Regions from separate parts of the Anas platyrhynchos genome. Here region 1 is linked to region 2. Evidence: chromatin contacts called from public Hi-C data. All regions are on one chromosome and are shown on one strand. Each heading gives the region's core, a stretch centred on a gene start, on an enhancer-like site or on the middle of the called end of the contact. The rest is flanking DNA. Distances are from core to core; before and after follow the strand shown.

Region 1 (3,500 bases), core at 973-3,472, 63 kb after region 2:
AAGTTTTTAGTATTCTGTTTCACCAAGGAAATTATAAAGGCTTGTTCTCTCTTTTATATGTAGATGCCAGGGATAACTCCTGACGTATTGCCACTAAGAAAAAAAAAAAAGAGGTAAAGCCTGGTAACAAACATAAAAATTACAAAACCAAAAGCCAACCTCAAGGACATTTGACTTTGAAAAGTAGCACATTCTCCAGTGAAACAAGAGAGGCTTCCCACTTCAGAGTAAGAAGTACACCCATGGAAGGAGCAAGCACTGTTCTTAAACAAAGCATTACCCATACATCCCCAGTTAGGACCAAGGCCATACTATTTTCAAAACTACATAAACATGCACAAAGAAACACACCCTGCACTGAAATCTTACAATCTAAAAAAAAAAGCCAGCTTGCTCTGTCCTCAAAAAATTGCAAACCAACCCAACCACACCAACATCATCAAAGAGCGAGAAAAGGCACCTAGAATGGGGTATAGAAACAAAGAATTATTTTAAGCTTTTGGCTACTTTTGAGCTGAGAAACCCAGAGCTCTGAAGGTAGATGGCAGGTATCTAATAATAGTCATGTTAATGTCGGAACAGCTTAATAAACACCTTTTTCACCATCAGCACAAGTATAAGCAACTCGTACTGGTTATTTTTAACCCTGCTCCCAAGCAGTTTGCCAACTGACGCCACAAACTGTTCCAACAGCCCAACTGTCAGGAGGGCTGTACTACTGCAACAGTCGGCATTCACCAAACTAAGCGCCCACAAAGCATTTCTGACAAGGTTAACAGAAACCTGCAGGTGAGAACAAAGAATAAAAAAAAAAAAAAGATAAACCCCACTGGGAATCAGGAGAGGGTAAATTCCATCCTCCTACTGAATGCATTTAAAAAAAAAAAAAAAAAAAAGCATTCAAGTCATTGGAAACAGGTCCCTGGAGGTGAGTTCTACTTGAATTCCTGGACAGGACACAGTCACAGCGGTAGGCTGATGACTCCTAAGAAGGGAGGGTAATGTTGCTACTGTTGTTTGTCTAGGAAATCCTCCAGCTCACAAAGCTTTCTAAGTTTTGGACACTGGACTAGAGGTGTACACTTTCATTTTATTGTCTCCACTGGCAACTTCAATAGTCCCGAAAGCAAGAGGCTAGTTGGAAATCAATATGCTCACCTTTTGAGGTCATATGACCGCATCCAACAGAACCGTGACAAGTACAGTTTGGAGAAAATTTCCAAATACGTGTAAAAATGGTTACAGAGGACAGTTACCCAAGCAGAACAATGAAAATAACGATTCTATCAGCTCCTCCTGCAGTAAGTAGGGCACAAATGCCCAACCCTGCTGTCCAGCCTCTTGGATAAGCCTGGAGAGTCCCTGTGGACTTGGACTCCTCCAGCACAAACCCGGCTGCAGGAATAAAGCCAAAGAGCTTTCCGAACACGAGCAGGAAGCCCGTTGTGAGACGGCAATTCAAAACGGGATATTTCCCCCAGATTGATCTCACCAAAACCAATCTATTTGCAACCGAGGCGCGAACCAGCAGCACCCAGTTCACCACCACCCCTCCCTGGTGACTCGGAGCAATAACCCGGAGCCACGCACTGCAAGCAACCCCTCGCTACCCACGACGGGCAGAAAATCGCCGTTAGCTCGGCTGGAAGCCCAAACCCAGAGGCCCGCTAAAAAAAAGCAAAAAGCGACAACAACCACTAAAACCCGGCCGCTACCGGGCGCGTCGCTCCGCAGCAGGTGTGCCCCACGCCCGCCTCCATCCATGACCCTCCCCAGTCCCCCTGAGCCCGGTGCCTCGCAGCCCGGCCCGGCGCAGACAAAGCGCGGCCACAAGGCCCCGCCGCCGCCCGGCCCCGCACAGGCCCGGCAGCGGCGGGGGGGGGACCCCGGGCCTCTTGGGGGGGCTCGGGCCCCTCACTCCCCACAAGGAGGAGGAGGAGGAGGAGGAAGAGGAGGAGGAGGAAGGCCGCAGCCCCCCCCCCCCAGCGGCGGGGCGGGGCGGGGGGTGCTGTGGCGGCGCGGCCGTTACCGTGCTTGCGGCGTGCGGGCGGCGCGGCGGAGGCGCGGTTGCTGGGACACCCGGCGCTGGCGCTGGCGCCCGGCGGCGCTCCCGGTGCGGCTGCTGGGCCCAGCCCCCGCCGCCAGCACCATCCCCCGGCGCCGCGGGCATAGACGCGCCGCCGGCTACAGCGGCCGCCGGAAGTGGCGGGACGGGAGGGGAGGGGAGGAAGGGGGCCGCGCTGCGCCGCACTTCCGCTTTACGCTCTTTTTTGGGGAGGGGGGGGGGAGAGGGGGCGTCGCCTTGGCGCCTGTCGGCGCTGTCGCGATAGCAGCCCTGGTGGGAGGGGTTTGGAGGGGCGCGCTACGAGGTCCCGTGGTGCGGGGGGGGGGTGAATAACGAAATAAAGTTGTGTGGTGCTGTGAAGGCGTCCGTGTCTGTGTGAGGGAGGCTGGGTGCGGGGCTCTGAGGGTCGGCGCTGTCCCGACACGGCGCCCGCCCGCGTCGGCTTCCGTGTAACAGAACGGCGTTAATTAGGATACAGGAGCGAGCCTTAATGAGCACAGAGGGGACAGCACCAAGCCCGACTTTGCAGCCTTTGTGGAACGTGTGCTCCCCCTGCCACCCTAACTTGAGCCTCGCAGCGCCTGAGTTGTTCCCCCGTCACCACTTTTCCTCATTTTCCTCCCAAACCGGCGGGGAGGACATTCCCTACAGGCGGGTTTCGCCGCTGACCCAGCTTTGGCTTCCCAGCCGGCAGGCCGGGCCGTGCGGCAGCGCTGCCACCCCGTGGCTGGCCACGGTTTCAGCCGCCTGAAGAGAAAACGAGGGGTTCTGGCTTCGGAGCCACTTTTTTCCCGAATTCTCACCGAACTGATGTTTTTTTAGCATAAATGTACACATAAATTCAACGCAAAACGTCTCCTAGCAAACGCACATCCATTACATACCTCTGCCATGCTGCCCTTTTCAGGATGTAACATCTCTAGCACGTGTTCTGCAGAAATAACACAGTCACCGCTGGACATTAGGAATTTTTTTTTTTTTTACTGATGAAGTAACGAACCCTTACCATATCACACTTTCAGTTGCTTTTTCAGCCTGAACTTTCCCAGTTTGGACAAGGACATGCCTAAGATTGCATCTCCAAATATTTATTTGGAAAATACGCAAACTTATGCAAATAGTTGTGACCGTATCAACGTGGAATGCAAATAAGGTGGTTGGCCACCCACCTAATTTTGCATGTAAGTTCATCAGTTGTGTTGCAATTTTATTCCACACCTATGCAGTTGTGAAGCTGGTTGTCTTTAGCTGTCCCACGCTCTAAGTGTGATCCCAGTCCATTTCACCGTTACCTCGTGCATGTGAAGTTCTCCCCCTCCTGGTCTCCGTCGCTCTATGTAGCTCTTACTTGTCTTGTAGCATCCTCCACGAGTGTGAATGAGATGCTAGGAACTTCCCACCTGCAGAAACTGTGTCCTTATCTTTCTCTTGCTAC
Region 2 (3,486 bases), core at 358-2,857:
CATCATGCCTTCTGCTGGCAACAGACTTCTCACCTTCTTTACTAATTCACAAGAAAAATGGGTGCCAGGTCACACGCCACAGGCTATGTCTTCCTGCCATGGGAGGATGGCATGGGTGTTTAGCTACGGCCACAGACTCTCTGCTCCTGGATCTCCCTTCTGTCTCTCCTGTTGATGACCTTAGAATTACTGTATTAAGGCAACAGTGAGTGATTGCTCCCTGCTCACCCTCTCCATGACACTTGTGATTTATAGGCAAGCAGCTAAAGGTGAGCAAAAACAATTACCAAGAGGGTGAACATCCACAGTTTAGTGAACAGCCAATTTTTCTCTATCCCAGAGTCTTACTTAAGCCACGTACTTTTTTTTTTTCTTTTTTTTTTCTTTTTTTTTTTTTTTCTTTTTTTTTGCCTCTGAACAAGGACAAAAATGATTCTGGCAAGGACTGAGTGAACTGGAGGAGCACCGTGCTCTTTAGCAGGTTCTTCCTAAACTACATAGACTTCATTGCAGTGATCCTGCTGCTGAGAGGTGCTAGCTGCCACGGATTAAAGGCAACTGGTACTTGTCAAGTGCTGTGAAGAATAAAATTATTCACATATACAGTGGCTTAGCTCTTCCTTCTGAAAATGTGGTGCATAGCGGAGGACTGGGAAGAGTCTGCTTCAATTTCTGTTTGAGCCATCCCAAATATGAGTGGCCCTGCTAAGCATGTGGGGGATTTTGCTGTCCCTGATGACTGAACCTATTTCTTACTACCAGAAATGTTTGGAAGTATTGCAGCCACCTTCTCTAGCTCACTGCCATGTTCTCCTCCCAGTTGGACATTGCAAGGAATGAGATTTGTTACTTTTTGGCTAACAGCTTACTCGGAGGCAATGTAGTCAGCACATTTGGTGTGGCATCTTGACTCACTCACTACCTGACACCTCTTGCTGCTCTCTTGCAGGAAGCTTAACCGCTCTGTAGCTCCAGGGACTGTAGTGGGCCGTGGTTTCGTGCAAGCAGACGGCCCCTTGTCTCCTAACCTCCTTGGTGGAGCACAGCCATAGAGTAGATGAAGTTGGGAATGTAGGTAGACCCCAAAACAGACTGAAGAATAGAAAGAAACATGGAATTAGGGTTTTCAGTGAGTTGGGGGCAGAACACGGTGGAGGGAAATATCTGGAAAGATGCCCATGAACTCATTAAATGGTTTATGCAAGCCATTGCTCGTGTGCAAAGCTTGGAGCTGTACAAAGTTTGGCAGCTGCATTTACCGTTAATATCAGGTGATTCACGAGCAATGCACGACTTTCTGGGAAGAGACTCATTTTGTTTCCTGTTGCCTGGCCCCTGACCTGGTCCGGCAGCAAAGGTGGAGCTCCCCGTGGTGTGCTCGGGGCCGTGCGGCAGGGCTGCGGGCTATTGTGTGCCCTTATCTGCTGGAGCAGCAGGATGTGCGGTGGCCTTGCTCCCCTCTGGAAAAGCACGCAGAGGCCTGAAATTTCATTATTCGTGGAAAAATACAGCCTTCAAACAACTGAACCAATATACATAGCTTTTGGCTCTGAGTAATGGCCTAGTCCTATTATAGGATGAGGTGTCAAAGCAAGGCCGTGCCAAGACCTTGAGATAAGGGGTTTAATAAGGCTTGAACCTGACACTGTTGCGACACAGAGAGAGATAACTGCACAGTGCAGCCCCAGGGGACGAAATGTGGGCTGCAACATTGCTGTGGTGCTGCAGGAAGGGAGCTGGGGGAGGCCTCAGACTGCTGTAGGGGAAAGGCAGTTTTGGTGCTCCCTTTGGGATGCTCCTGTCACTAAATGTGCTGGAGACATGAAGCTTATTTAGCAGCCGCTGCTGCCATCCCTGGCTCTGATCGCCTGTGTGTCGCATCACGTATCACAGTAAATTTGGTGTTAGCTAGCTGCAATGCCACCAGCAATTAGGATGTGACAACCAGTAGCTGAGAACAGCCTCCAAGCCTCAGTGAATGGGCACTACAGCGAAAGCGGTGCCTGACCGAGTGTGTCCCTAAGGGTTTAAGCTGTTGCTGCAGTCACAGCCTGCATCCCCACGCTGCTGCCCTGAGGATACAGCAGAGGCACTGCAGGCAGGGGCATCTGCCAGCCTACCAAAAACTGTTACAGACAGAGAGGCTGTAGAACTAATCCCAAATCTGTGTTAATGGATCTTGCCACAAAACACCCTCTCTGGTCTTCGTTTACTAAGCTGACAGCATGGGAGAAGGGGTGAAGAAACTAAATTCAAATCCTTATTTTGATTTGCTTTCATATTAGTGAATATTTCAGTTTTTAATTGTGGCCTAGCTACTTCAAAACAAGTGCTCAGTGTACCCTTTTTGGTATGATCCAGCTCTCTTAAGTTATCCGTTATGGTGTGAACACTGTTACAGGATTAGAATCACAGAGTGGTTTGGGTTGGAAGGTACCTTAAATACCATCCAGTCGCACCCCCCCCCCCCCCCCCGCCATGGGCAGGGACACCTCCCACCAGACCGGGTTGCCCAAAGCCCCATCCAGCCTGGCCTTGAACACCTCCAGGGATGGGGCATCCACAGCTTCTCTGGGCAACCTGTGCCAGTGCCTCACCACCCTCTAATCTAATATCTAATCTAATATCTAATATCTAATCTAATTGTCCTCTGTTTTAGTTACCCCTTGTCCTATCACCATACTCCCTGACCAAGAGTTCCTCACCACCTTTTCTGTAGGCTCCCTTTAGGTACTGGAAAGCTGCTATGAGTTCTTCCTGGGGCCATTCTTCACCAGGCTAAATAACCCCAACTTTCTCAGCCTTAAAGTGATGAATTAAAGCTTTTACACTTCTAAAAGAGAAATCTCTTTTTTTTTTCTTTCTTTTTTTTTTTTTTTTTCCCAGAGTAGTTTGGTATGAAGTTATTCCAGAATGATTAGTTGCCCAAAGTCATCATACCGGTAAGTCCTAAGTGAACTTGAAATGAAATTGTTCTGCTTTCCCACAGGAAAAAATATTGTGCTGGTGACATCTAGTGGAATAAAAATGGACATCTTTTGTTTTTGTAAAACAGACAAAAAGACAAAAAAAATATCCCCATTAAAAACAATGTTTTTTTTTTTTGTTTGTTTGTTTGTTTGTTTCAAACTGTATTAATCTGAACCCCATAAAAAGGAAATTTATTTTGTTTGTCTGTACTCAAGAAACCCAAACCAACACTGTGAAACCTCCTTCTGGGAGCTCATGGTCCCTGTGGATGCATGTAAGCATGAAGATTACGATATCATTATTAAGACAACGGAGGTACGTGACATTTATATAGCACATATAACCGTGAAGTGTGGATAAAAAGAAGGAATCTGTAGTGGATTAATCCCTTCCAATCATCCGAATCCCCGTGTTTGCCGTTGTTGTTCTTCCCTATGGCCAGAGGGTGGAGAACTCGGGGTTTCTCTCAGACAGGCCTTCAGCTGGGGCACATCAAGTGGCACTTTGTAGTAATAC

The links. Hi-C and Micro-C count contacts between places; a contact is called where the count stands out from the background.
Region 1: a Hi-C map of subcutaneous adipose tissue shows a contact between it and region 2, with 2.5 times the contacts expected there. The contact joins the promoter of TBPL1 here to the enhancer-like site in region 2. A contact is called at or near these places in 3 of 8 Hi-C or Micro-C datasets (F1 follicle, skeletal muscle and subcutaneous adipose tissue).

The regions. Positions count from the first base shown.
Region 1 is chr3:61,906,523-61,910,022 of IASCAAS_PekinDuck_T2T, forward strand. It overlaps TBPL1 (TATA-box binding protein like 1), which reads right to left and starts at 2,223. Exons shown (of 7, transcript XM_038176240.2): 1 at 2,030-2,223.
Region 2 is chr3:61,844,259-61,847,744 of IASCAAS_PekinDuck_T2T, forward strand. No RefSeq gene overlaps it. Among named protein-coding and RNA genes, the nearest start is that of SLC2A12, 14 kb to the right of the region's middle. Within about 2 kb of position 1,608, at least 3 of the 8 cell types and tissues checked have an H3K27ac peak or open chromatin away from gene starts, as enhancers often do. A contact at or near this core is called in F1 follicle, where this site is marked.